2 separate regions of the Mus musculus genome follow, and region 2 is linked to region 1. Evidence: chromatin contacts called from public HiChIP or PLAC-seq data. All regions are on one chromosome and are shown on one strand. The core of a region is the stretch at or near the end of the contact, and the rest is flanking DNA. Distances in the headings are between cores, read along the strand shown.

The links. HiChIP or PLAC-seq counts read pairs in DNA pulled down with a chosen protein or histone mark.
Region 2: a contact with region 1 is called in a CTCF HiChIP or PLAC-seq map of the NIH/3T3 cell line, with 8 read pairs. The contact joins two enhancer-like sites. A contact is called at or near these places in 1 of 15 datasets of contacts at CTCF or cohesin (the NIH/3T3 cell line) and 2 of 115 datasets of contacts at active chromatin or transcription factors (bone marrow-derived macrophages and pancreatic cancer cells).

The regions. Positions count from the first base shown.
Region 1 is chr16:24,179,566-24,186,345 of GRCm38.p6, forward strand. It overlaps Gm31814 (a long non-coding RNA gene), which reads right to left. Exons shown (of 3, transcript XR_003951916.1): 3 at 6,492-6,720. Among named protein-coding and RNA genes, the nearest start is that of Gm32126, 23 kb to the left of the region's middle. Within about 2 kb of position 3,661, at least 52 of the 459 cell types and tissues checked have an H3K27ac peak or open chromatin away from gene starts, as enhancers often do. A contact at or near this core is called in the NIH/3T3 cell line, where this site is marked.
Region 2 is chr16:24,361,514-24,368,293 of GRCm38.p6, forward strand. No RefSeq gene overlaps it. Among named protein-coding and RNA genes, the nearest start is that of Lpp, 28 kb to the right of the region's middle. Within about 2 kb of position 2,963, at least 29 of the 459 cell types and tissues checked have an H3K27ac peak or open chromatin away from gene starts, as enhancers often do. A contact at or near this core is called in the NIH/3T3 cell line, where this site is marked.

The sequences.
Region 1 (6,780 bases), core at 2,411-4,910:
TGTTCAGGACACAGGACAGATAACCCTAGGAGAGACTAGGGTTCAGGACATGTCAGGGGGATGGCTGCTGTTTGCATACCCCCAGTCAGACACAGGCAGGAACCCCCAGCCCAGAGAAGCTAATAGGCTTGGTAGAGCTCTTTCGGGGACTCAGTTCTCCAAGGTTTCCCTCCGCAGCTGGGATTGGGGAGTAGACCCCAAATAGTGAGACCATAAGACGTCTTCTTATTATGAGACCCTGACCCCCATAACTCTCAAACTGAAAGGAAACCTCTGATGCTCTGAGAGGAACTCCAGCTTCAGGGCGTCTAGACATGGCACCTGTCACACAGCCCACTGAACTCATTCTGTGTCTGCTACCTGCTTCCTCCAGCCTCTCCTCTCCGTGTCTCCTTCTGCTCTGAGGGCCTCAGTCTCTCTATATTTACTACACAATCCCACTGAGACCCCACAGTTCTTATCTTAAAGAATCCAATGCTATATCTCCCACAGAGGTGACTAAAGTTATCAGACTTCACTGAAGGGCATGTGGCATGTGACGCCAGAACACAGGCTCAACCCAGGGAACTGTACTGGGGGTAGGTGGCATTCCGACTCTGGAACAAACTCCCAGCTGTAGGGTATACTATGCTACCTAGTCTAAGTTACTTAACCTCTCTGAGCTGCCTTTTCCACCTCTAGGTTATACTGTATGTATAGAACTTCTCAAAGACTATGTTAAGACTTGTTCTGGCTCTGAAACAAAGCCATGCAAGTACTCAGCGAAAGGTCACAGCTATTGTAGGCAGTGTGAAGCTGAGGAGAGAGACACACAGCTAATCTAAGGCCATTCACCTTGTTGGAAGACTAAAGGCTACAAACTAGATGTTCTAACAACAGGCTCACATTCTTCCCCGCCTATAGCCTTCCTAGCCGCAGTGTTATTCTAGCCTTTATCCCATTGAATGTTTCATCAAGCCAGGATTTTGAAACTGTATCCTTATTACAGAACCCTTCTCATTGTGGACCACTAGAGAGGTCTCCTGCTTCTTCACCTCATGTAACCCCATTTCTGCTATAGGACGATCTGCCTCAGGCTCCTGGCTGAGACAACCGAAGACTCCTGCCTTCTCCTATAGTCCTGCTCCGACGTCTGGCTCCCTCTGGTTCTTATCTTTCTGAACTGCTGTCCTCTTCATTGGCCATGACCTCATCTCGCTCTGCTCTGCTTAGATGAGGCCTGTTTGCCCACTTGATCAGCTTGTGGTTTTTCAAACTGGTGTGAGTCTGGGGTCCAATGGGTCTGCAGACCAAGCTGATTCTCTGATTCCTGGTTGGGGTGGCAAGGAGCCAATGCTAGAAACGCTGGGGTTAACGGAGGCAAGATATTTGTGATGCAACCACCTTGTGCTTAACAGCTAGCTGAAGACAAACAGCCTGTTCCTAACTTTGTGCTGATTCCCATGAACTGCACAGAGTCCAAGATTCCAGAACCTGCATCATGTTAGAAATGAGTTATCAGACCATCTTTAGGTTGACGGTCTTAGAGTAATGATCAGAAGACGGGGTGTCAGGGGGAAGAGTTCCGAAATTTGGACTCTATAGTCAAGCTGCCTGGGCATGACTATAACACTGATGGTGAGACATTGGCCACATTATTTCACATCCCTCTGCCTCAGTTTCCTTATTTGTAAAAAGAGATGTGGGGATCATGTATAAGAACTAAATAAGTTATTCGTCTGGGAGTCCAGACACCCTGGACTCAACAGCCTGTCGAGCGTGCAGAGTCTCTTGCCCTGCTCTGTCTCTCTGATGTACCTTCTGCTTGATCTCCTGGGGGCACATGATGACTCAGAACATCCTCTCCTCCGTCCCACCCAGGTAGTCTTCTTCAGATTTCAGTTCCAATAAAAGAACTCAGTGATTCATTTGCTGCAGCCTTTCTGAGCTTTTGGGTCTGGGGAACCAAGAATGGCTGAGGAAAGGTACAGTCCACAGGAATCCAAAGCACAGGAGGGTACGCTCTGACAATGGTGGGGGGGGGGGTTGGAGAAGTGTCTCATGCTGCAAGACTGGCTGACAGGAAGCTCTCAGGACACCTGTGCAGTTGCACCAGAGTAGGTTGTGTCTTTGGTGCTCAAAGCAAGGGGAAGAGGCAGCTGTTAAGCCCTGGGCTGCTACATTCCTTACCTCAAGTCCCTATCGTCTGTCAATATTCCAGACTCTGAGCCCACACTCACCTAACTCCACAGGTCAGCTTCCTGTCCTTTTTCCGAAGTCCTCAAGCCCCGTTGGCTTTAACTCCCCAAGCCCCTTCATTCAACCCAAATTATAGGGTTATTCTTTCCTCCCCATGAAGAGTATCTCATCTGTATCCCTCCATCAAAATCCAGCCTGACCCTTTCCTTTCTGGTGGTTCAGAGAAAGTTACTTAACCTCCTCGGGGCCTCACTTTCTTCATTTACAAAATGGGGTTATCTCAGAGGATGAAGAGGAAGCAAGATAAATACCAATCATAGAGCACAGTATCTCCAGTGCAGGATGCTCCCAATTCTGCGCCCCCCCCCCCCCAGGGCTGAGGTTACATGTGTGGAACACTGTGCCTTGCTTTTTTATGTGGCTGCGAGGGATCCAAACTTGGAGCCTTGTGATTGTATAGTAGGCAGTTCATCAGCAGAGTCATCTCCCTAGCTCTGTGTTTCTTTTGAAGGCTTGTTTTTGTTTCTTGGTTTGCTTGGTTATTTTATGTCTTGTGACCATTCCGATATTCAGCAGGAAATTTCAGTGACTTTTTTTACTTATCCTGATTTTCTCTCCTTGTGTAAGGACTGCAGCAGCCCAATTTCTGGATCCTTCACCCCATCTAAGGGCTTGGGCACTCCCACACATTTTACATTATTTAGAGGTTTCTCTGGACGCTGGAATGAAAGCTTAGAGCAGTGGTTCTCAACCTTCCCAATGCTTTGACCTTTTAATGCAGTTTCTCATGTCATGGTGACCCCCAACCATAAAATTGTTTTTGTTTCTACTTCATAACTATGAGTTTGCTACTGTTATGAATCACAGTGGAAATGTCTAATGTTCGACCCCTGTGGCGTCTCGACCCACAGGTTGAGAACCACTGACTTAGAGGAATTTAGTAACAACAGTGACTTCTGTGGAGGACTTGGAGGAGAGGAGGTCCCCCTTCAGAGATGGCATAGATAGAGCAACTTGCTATAGAGCATCTCTGCCTCCTTGGATACCCAAGGGACCAAGTAGTCAATTTAGTGAACTTGACCCTCATGTCCCAACACACAAAAGCCAGAGCTAGTGTTCTTTTTGACCAGGAAGTTTAAGGGTTCAAGTTCAAGAGAGAAAGTACATTTATCACTGAGAGTCTGGTTGGAGATGGGGGAAGAGCATATCAGATATTTACTTTCTAAGAATGGATGGAAATGATCAGTGTTTGTAATCTGAGGAAATTCTCCTTCAAGTAAACCGAACTCCATAGCATGGGAGGCATAAACTCGGGTGAGTTCTAGATTTCTTATTCATTTGACCTACATACAGTTGTCTCTGCCCAAGACAAACATTTTTGAAAATTCCTAGGTTGCCATCATTGCCAGAGCTTAGAGTCCAGTCATAGAACTCTGTTACTCTGGGGTCTGAGTCAGTTCACAGTCACTATCCCACTGCATTCCAGTCTGAAAAGACACACGCTAAAAGGGGTCTGGATCTGAAAGAAGCCCCAGGCATCATCTAGCCTGCTTCAACACTAGCCCAGAAAGGAAGGGTCACCCCAGCAGACAGTGACAGAACCAGGCCTGGAATGCAGCTCTTTGGCTCTGAGTCTATGCACTTTCCACTCCCCCTAAATGGCCCCAATGGCTGTCAATCCAAGGACATAACCCTTGGAGAAAAGAGGTTGTGAAATGCTTCCACTTGAAGCCCAGGGCTGGCTGCAGGCCCGGGTGCTTCTCTATCAGCCTCCCAACCTAGTCTGAACTCAGATCCCAACCTGCTGGGATTGGATTAACCCTCCTCCTCCATAAGAGCCAGCCCTGCCTTGCCCGTCATCCTTAGAACACTTGCCACTCACACTTACCCACAGCACCACTGAGCCAGAGCCTTTGCAGCCTGGCTGGTCATTGTCTCTCATAACTGCTTACCAACTCTGAAAAACTCTAGCCCAGATGTTTGCTGACATCCCAAGCTGAAGAGCCAGGTTTTTAGTTTCTCCTATTCCCTTGAAGAAGTTACTAGAGATCTTTAAGGATTTGGGTTCTCTGACTCTAGATCATCAGTTCTGTGTGCCCCAGACTGGTGATTGCTCCCACTTGAAGGCAGGTGACACTGGAAAGTACTGGGAAAGAAAAGGGAAGATGATATTTGGCCTCCACCAATCTTCCCTCCACCCATTCCCAGGGCTCCTACAGCTTTCCTCTCACCCACCTGGCTATTTCATTATCTCTTGGGTTTGTTCTATAGCTTTATAGTTTAAAATTCTTTAACATTTCTCATTGAAAGTGATATTCAACACTTCACTGGGGGATAGATGGGACAGATTTTTAAAGTAGAGAAGAGGCGATTATATGTATTTATATTTATATCTGGATGTATATCAACAAAGGTTACACAGAAAGCAGTATAATAGGGGGTGGCATCAGGTAAAGGCACTTGCCACCATGAAAGGACTGACTCCTACAAGCTGTCCACTGTCCTGTACAAGCGCAGGAAGGCACATGTACGTATACACACACACACACACACACACACACACACACACACACACACACACACAAGCACATTCATCAGTTAATTTAAAACTTTTAAAGACAGCAGTATAGTCCAACTGACTCCATGCTCAGAGCCCCTGTGATCTTTTTTTTATTATCCATCTTGCATGTCTAATTAAATAAAAAGCTTTCTATAATACTATTGTTCTCAGATGACTTGTCCATTCACAGACGCTCGGCAACTCCTAAACACCCAACAGTTAAAACTGCAGCCATTCATTTGGAGTCTCCTTGCATTCATTTACAATGGTGGCTTTGAAATGTCCTCCTGACATTATTTGTACTGCTTCAGCCTTTAGGGGTTGTTTGAACCCCCACAACATGCATTTAAGCCTCTGGAGTATTGCCCTGGGTTTACACCTCAACACATTACAAAATGCTTTCTCCTGGAAAAAAAAAACAAAAACAAAAACATTTCTGGATTCACCCTGGCTCATAGTGATTCTTCCTCCTGACATTCCAATGCTTGAATCTGCCACAACACTCACTCTCTGGACCTTCAGTGCAAAGGAACATCAGGAAGGCATGCAAACTGCCTCCGCAGGCTGGTCTGGTTTGCTTTCATCAACTGGACACCAAGTAGAGTCACCCAGAAAGAGGGACTCTCACTTGAGATTTCCTTCCATCAGACTGACCTGTGGGTATATACCCGTGAGACATGTTCTTGATTAATGATGACTATGAGATGACTTGGTACACTGTGGGAGGTGCCATACCGGGATACATGGTCCTGAGTTGTGTAAGAAAGCAGGTTTAAACCACACTAAATCCTAGTGCTGAGAAGGGGAAGTAGATGCAGAGCCCCGCCCCTAAGAAGTTATTTGGGATTGATTGTCAGCTTCTGGGAAAGAGAAAGTCCATTTTCTCCAATGGAGTGTCACTGGATCTACCAACCACAGCCCAGGGCAGGTCCCATGCCCAGGAATAGTGTACTAACACTAAACAAACTCCTTGTTTGTGGGTTGGTTTTTTCATATCTTTTAGTGGCTTTGTTTTGATCATTGGGAAATTTGTTTCTTTGTTGTTGTTGTTGGTGGTGGTGGTGGCTTTTTTCTTTAAAGAGAGAAAGAAAGAACATAAAGTTAGGTAAATAGGGTGAGCCTTCAGGAAGAGCAAGGGTTGAGAGGGAGGAGTTTGGGGCTTAGGAACAGCCAGCTTCTTGCTCTGGGGTCCATCTCTGCCTCTGAGATAGTCCGAAGAACATGTGCCACCCACATTAGTTCTATGTGTTTACTCATCCTTTGAAGTGACTAATTAAATTCCACATGCTTAAGACATATAGCATGATGTTTTGATATCAGTACACATTATGGAATGACTAAATCAAACTAATTAATGTATGAATCACCTTATCATTTTTATAATGCTGAAAAGAAATTCTTTGGAATTTTTTTAAGAGGACAATATATTATTATCCTATATTATCTCTGCTCACCATGTGCAATAATATTCTCCATTTTCTCTGTGTAACTGAAATTCTGCATTCTTTTTACCAGTCTCCTCAGTCCATTCCATAACCTCTAGAATGACCATTCTCCTTGCTACTATGGTTCAGTTTTTTTGAGCCTGTAAATGCCATATTGTTTCTTTGGGGTTCAGGGCTCGCATCATGGACAGGCTGCAGAGGGCCATGTAGCCCTAACACTTTTATACCCTCCCTTCATTTACCACCCCCACCAACTCTAAATCAGCCAAGATATTTTAAACCTTGTTTTGATCTTCTTTGCATATCAGTTACACTATTTCTGAGGGTGTTTATTTTTATTTTTTTTTCCGGTGGTGAGCACATTGCTTTGAGCCCTTTTTGTAGCACGTTTCCACTTCCTCTCACTTTCCCGCATGCCTCTGTGACCTCTAGGCATGTGGCTCAGAGCAGGCTAGATGATTTTCATAGGGCTGGGAGCTTTGCTGTAGCCTGGGGACATAGGTTCTTCCGCCTCTGGTGTCCCATCGCTCCTGACATCTGCAGAGATGAGATGAAATTTCAGTTGTTTCCTTTGCCCTATCTCCCGAGGAATCAGCT
Region 2 (6,780 bases), core at 1,713-4,212, 180 kb after region 1:
TGGAATCCCTGATCAAAACACATATGTACATGTATGATATTCAAAGAATATATGTGTGTGGGCATGTGTACATACATGTGTGCGTGTGCGTGTGTGTGTGTGTGTGTGTGTGTGTGTGTGTGTGTGTGTGTGTCTGTGCACATGTGCATGCAAGTGGAGGCCAGAAGATAACTTGCAGTTATCTCTCTTCTACATCTTGAGGCTTAGGGATTGAACTCAGGCCATCAATGCTGCCCTGGCACCCCCAGGTGTGAATTCCATTACATCCTCTGAGAACTGCATCTCCTGAGGTATCCTTAGTTAGCCCTTAGTTAGCCCACTCTTCCTAAGACCTTCACTGTGTGAGTCAGGCCAGCCTTGGCCTTTGGCTGACCCTTGCTGTTAGTCATAGCTGCATCCAAATGGGTGCTCTGTATGCCTTCTCCTCAACCCAGCAGCCAAACTTTCTGCTCACCCCAACTTCCCTTATTACTTCTGTTTCTGGGTAAACTATTCATCGCCCCATAGATTTGGTCACTTATTTGTTTCTTAGAGCAAATGTGTGTGTCACCACAAGAGCTGCAGGGGGTTGGGGATGGGGGGGAAAGTTATCAACCTGTGGTCTCAATCCCTTTTGAGGTCAAACAACCCTTTTACAGGGTAGAATAGAATTTACCACATTACGTGTGTGTGTGTGTGTGTGTGTGTGTGTGTGTGTGTGTGTGTGTGTGTGTTCAAAGGGATGCACATATGTACAGAGGTCATAGGATATCAGGTCTCCTGTTTGATCACTTTCTACTTTATTTTCGTAAGAGAGGGTCTCTCACTGAATATAAAGCTGGATTGACAGCCAGCAAAGCGCAGAAGTCCTCCTGTGTCCACCCCACAGAGTGCTTAAGTTATAGGGTACACCTAGGGGGGGGCTGGGGATTTGAACTCAGTTCCTCATGCATATACAGCAAGTGTTCTTACCTGCTAAGCCATCTCTCCAGTGAAGATTTGTCCTTTTAATGACACAAAACAATAAGCACAAAATGGTAGTTTTCTCCCTGTCCCTCATCCTCTCTCTTTGCCGTCCTCCCTATTCTCCTGAACCTCCCACACGAGGCTGCAGGAATTCATTGGCTGAAGAAAGGAACCCCTTATTTTATGAGCTTACCCATACAGCTCTCACCTAAGGGTGCTCTATTCTGTCCTGCCTCTCAGTTTTATGTTCAATAAGTGTCAGAACTGGGCCATCCGACATTGCTTTTTGAGAGTCTCTGGTCACAGTGATCCCAGAGTCCTTGTTAAGTCTGAGGTGAACACCTGTTTGCTGGGAAGGAATACTTCTGCGAGGCCCAGCATTTATAGTCACAAGCACCAGAGTTTACTGAGTGCCTGCTTATCCCATGTCAGAATTCTTTTTGTGATTGCTCACCACTTCAAGAAAATTTCCTTTTCTTTCTTGGGATTTTCCACAGGGTACTCTACCCCAAAGGTGAATTTTTTTCTATTTAGGAAATAGAAATATCCCATTTACGGATTTTTTTTTTAAAGTCACAGGTGCCATTTATAGAAGGAAAACTACTCCAAAGAGAAGATCCAACTTCCCAACATCTAATTGCCCTGTATGAACTAGGCTGACTCTCTAGGCTAAGAACAGAATGGCTTAAATGAACACAAGCAAAACGGAGTTTTGAAGCTGTGGTAAGAGTAGAAGTTCTTTAGAGAGAGGAGTGGGCACACAGACCAGGACTGCAGTAAGGCAGACGCTCTGCACATCCACTCTCCTGTTCCATTCATTCATTACTACAGGGGCTCTCAGGTCAACTGTGGGTCTCAATCCTTTTGAAGGTCAAACAACCTTTTCACAGGGGTCCCCTATGACCATCAGAAAACACAAATATTTACACGGTGATTCATAACAGTAGCAAATTAGTTATGAAGTAGCAACCTAATAATTATACAGTTGGAGGGGTCACCACATCATGAGGAGATGTATTAAAGGGTTGCAGCACTAGGAAGGTCATCCACCCAAGATGTTCTTAACATTCCCACTCAACAGGCTCCCAGACTCCTGGAGGTTGTTCCATCTTTAAAGGATATTGACTTTAAAGAAATGCCTTAAGTTGGTGAGGTTGAAAGGTCTGTCTCTCTGTAACCTTTACCACTGGTCAAGTTCTGGTCTCTGGGAGCTTGCTCAACCATGCTCCCCTTCTCTGCAAGACACACCAGGCCTTTGGCAATAACAGATATAACTGTTTAGGTTGCTTCAAAATAAAGAATACTAACAATCATGATGACATGGTTTTCAACTATCTCACTATAAGTTCTCCAAACTGTCAAGCAGGGTGTGAGACTTGGGGGATAAATGAATCCCATATGAGTGTGCATCCAGTGACAAGTGGCATTCCATATGCAGATAACAAGAGGTTTTATGTAGGGTAAGTAAAATGTTGTACAGAGAAAACTTAGAAATGATATAGTCTACAAAAAATTATTTTGCTACTACCACTGATTTACTATTACTACAGTAACAACAAATAACAGCTGATTTATTAAGTCAGATCATTCGCTGCTTGTCTCCTGGGAAGGCAGCTCTCTCTTGCTCTGAAAACCACGTTGTTGTGTATTCAGCCAGACCTGGTTCATACTGAGATCACTACACACTGCCATATCAGTATACAGAGTACCCTGCCTTCATTTCCCTAATTCTTGTCCTGTCCTGTTTGGTTGGGGCAATTACGTTTGTTTCTTTTATCTTATCTTGTTCCCTTGACCCTACTCAGATGCTTTTGGACTATGACTCAGCCACGAAAACCAGTATTTGCTATGCTTGGCTTCATATCAGAACCATCTTGGAAAAAAAAAATTTTTTTTTAGTATAGATATTTCTCCCGTGTCTCATTTTCGAGATTTTGAGTCATTCACTCTAGGGTGGGGCTAAGAGTCTGTATCCAAAACAAGCATCGTAAGTGGTTTTTATCAGTCAGGGAAGCAGGCTCCTCCCACCTGCTTTGGCAATCCAGGTACACACACAACCTCTTTGGCTTGGTTTCACCTGCAAGCTTGATAAGCATGATTTTTCTAGGGAATTTCCTGAAGACTAAGACTCTATGTAGGGAAAAGAATCAGTGGTGACTCAGGTCTTTTGCATGCTGTTAAGGTTTTCTTTCACACTTTAATTTTTCTTCATCCTATGGGAAAAATATAGATATCTATACTATAGGTGAGCTAGGCATATAGAATATCAAATATACAGAAATTACAAAGTGTCCAATTTCCTTTCTATTAGGCAGGATCTTGATTAAATCAGCAGTGTACAATCTGGCCAAAGACAATATCTGAACATAGAGCCCCCCAAAAGAGACTAAGTATATAATATATGCAAGTTAAAGCCTATTTACATCCTCTATGTAGCTAATATCCAACCTCTTAATTTCACAGGGAAGCTAAAGTGAATGAGGAGAGTTCTTCCAGGACCAGAAGGAGCCCTGTGCCTCCTTGTTCTGTCTCGTGACTCATGCATTTAGTAAATACATATTGAGAATAGTCTATGTGTTAGGCCAACATTATTGGAGGAGGATGAGACATAATCCTTTGTCTCTTGCCTGAGGCCCAGTGAGATAAGACCTATACCTGTGTGCAAATAACCATGCCAGGTGGGTGGGGATGAATAGAAAAGGAGCAATAATGAGTCATATAGTTTTTACATTCTAAAGAAACACATGCATCTTGCACATAAAAACATTAGTTAACCATGGTAGCAAAAAAAAAGAAATAAAGAAAAAGAAAGAAAAGGAAAAGAAAAGAAAAAAAAAACATGTGACTTATTAAATCCAAGTCTGCACTCATGTGATCCCTTCAGATATCATAGGGGAGGAACCTTTCCTCCATCTTTAACCCTCTGTGCAATATCACATACACCAGGATACTCACCTCTGGGGTCAGATTAATTTTCTTTCTCTTAAGTTCGGGGCATGTACGAGTACATTCGTGCTATTTCTAAAGACCCTTTCAAAAGTCTTAACTCTCTAAGGATTGATGTTCTTCAAACAGGTGTCTGTCGAAAGACGTTGCCCACATTACCAAGGCTGTGGTCTCATTGTTATGTACCACTTGCTACAGAGAGCCAGGGGTCACTTCTGTACACAGGCCCTCGGAAGCCCTGTGTTGAAGCTTCACCCTCATCGTTCTCAGAGGCAGGCATTTCCAAAAACAAAATGTCATCTTGTATCTGAGGTTCAAAACTTTATCGCCTCTGGTGAGACGGGATTCTGCTCACTTTCCATCATGAAGGTATGTAGCGTGCCCTGGAGTGCACACTGATGGATGTGCCTGTTGGTCTTACGGCACATTAAAAAGCATCTCCTTAAACTATGATTCACACTTTCCCTTTCAGCCTTTCTGGAGAGTTTTGTTCATGAATCAAATGAGGAGGCTGATTGCGCTACTATTTTAAAAGAGCCAATTAAAAAAGTTCATTAAGCGATACTGGAGGGCTTTAGTGAAGATTGTGGAAGTACACAGCTATACACAAAATTAACAAGCTGGAAGCTGCAACTGGATCTGAGGGTAGAATGTGTTCACTGTTACAAAGCTCGTCTTTTAGAGGATAATTGTGTTCTCCTCTAGAGGACAGAAGTGGGTTGTTAGAAGGGACCATATTAAGATATAGAACAGTACTAGATGTTCACTGACAAAGGTTTATGATTGTCTCTTTAGAAGAAAAAAGAAAGCTGGACTTGAATCACACAAGTAGGGCTTGACCAATCGTATTCTAGGACTTTGACTCTTTAATGAGCAAGGATCAGGGGCCAAAAGGTAAGACAATCGAAGTTCAAAGCAACTGCAGTGGACCAGATTTCTCCTGACATATGACCTTGAATGCAGATCTTTGTCTCCTGTCTAAGCCCATTCTTTTGGTCGTATAAGTGGTCTCAACTAACCCTCTTTGAATGAAAAAACAGAGTCCATTTTGGTGCTTGCAACCAATGACCCTGAAAGAAGGTGATTTGTCCTGTAAAATGTGCAGGACAAATGGGCTTTATTTAAGTGTCAGAAAGATAAATGGTTTTGTTGTTTTTTTCTTTTTCTTTTTGGAGACAGGGTCACTAGTGCAGGCTATATAGCCAAGGAGATTAAGATAATCTTAAATCTCTCATTTGCCTGCCTCTAGCCCCTGATTACTGGGATTATAGGTTCGGCTACAATGCCCAGTTTATGAGGAAGGTAGAGTTTGAATTCTGGGCTTTACGCATGCTAGACAAGCACTCTAACAACTGGGTTAAATCCCTAGTCTCCTACCCACCTGTAAACATTTTCTACTGGATTATAGAAAGATGGTGTTTATAGTATTATGTTCCAACTACATACTGTTCAAGAATGGGACAGCTCGCTACACAAATGCTACAAACTTCTGCTCATCAGAAAAGGTGAAACAAACAAGAAGTAACCATTTGTCAGAGACACTCTTGGGGTGATTTCTGATTCCGGCCAAAGAAAGGACCAGAAATCAGACATCAAGCATTAATTAGATAGTCAAGTACTACAGACCAATACTCTCTAGTCCTCTGGCTATGCATCATCAAAGGCTCGGAGGTGAAAGAAGTCTTGGGTCACTAGCCATCTGCCTGTTGAAGAGCAGGCCAAGTGGACCACATCCCACACCATGACTTAGGGGCTGCTCTGGAAGGGAATCTCATGATGCCTAACACTAAGCTCTTTCCAGCTGGCTCCCATCACCTTCCCTATCACCTCCAGTCCCACGTGGCAAGCTGCTATCTTCTCAGCAAAAGCCTGAGGAGGGCTCTGCTCACACCCTCCGAGAGGTGTCTGTGACGCTCCTGTGTGGGGGAAGCTCTCACACAGTAGTTCTTGCTTATGCCAAAAACACCCTGGGAATAAATAAAGCCCCTCCCTATTCTAACACCTTCTAATCATACCAAAAATGCACGCGAACAGAACAGGAAAAGCTTGAAAATAAAACTAAAGGAGATAGGGATTCTCTGCTATTGAAAGAAATTCCTTAACACGCATCACCCAGGTAATAACTACTTCCTTTGTTGGATCTCATGCAAATTTTTAGAGCTAGAAATGGGGAAGGTGGTTGGGAGGGGCTAGTAAGTAAGTAATCTAAATTCCTGGGTCAGGAGTGAGCATGGAGCACCGAACAGGCAGGCATCTGGCCAGGCAAGCGAGTTTTGGAAATCAGAATAGTTCTTTCCCCCAGGGACTCCCCGAGGGGGAGGTGGATGGGAGGTGTTGCCCAGCTGATACAAATTATGTAGAAAGAGAACACTAAATCAGCATTCTTTTAAACTTTAGGAAAGAACTATTTCCTGCTGCCTAAGGCTTCCTCCGGGAGAGCTAGAGTCTAAGGACGTGCTTCGAGCTGGGTCACCCATTTAGGAAGTGGGTGAGGGACCCCTTAACCTACTAACTTCACTTGTAATGTAAGGCAAGTGAACTCTGTTATTTACTTAGTTATCTAGAGGACAAAAGAAATTTTAGTAAAACTCTGAGCCCCATGCCTGATCCAAACTCAAGGATAAATGAAACGTCATTAAGGTTGCCATTTTCTGCCCTACCCATCACATCCTTCTGCCCCCTATGAACCGAATCTGAAAAGCCCGGTGAGGTTTATTCCTTGGATTCGAGTTTGTTCCCTCACTATCGAGGGCATTCTGACAAAAACAGCCAAGACTCTTGCAGACTGGACTATACTTACTTCTGGTAAGAAAGTTGCACAAATGATGGTCCAAGATGTTATGGGTGCTGCGTTAATTGTGCAAATTGTTTTGCATTCTAGAAATCCTA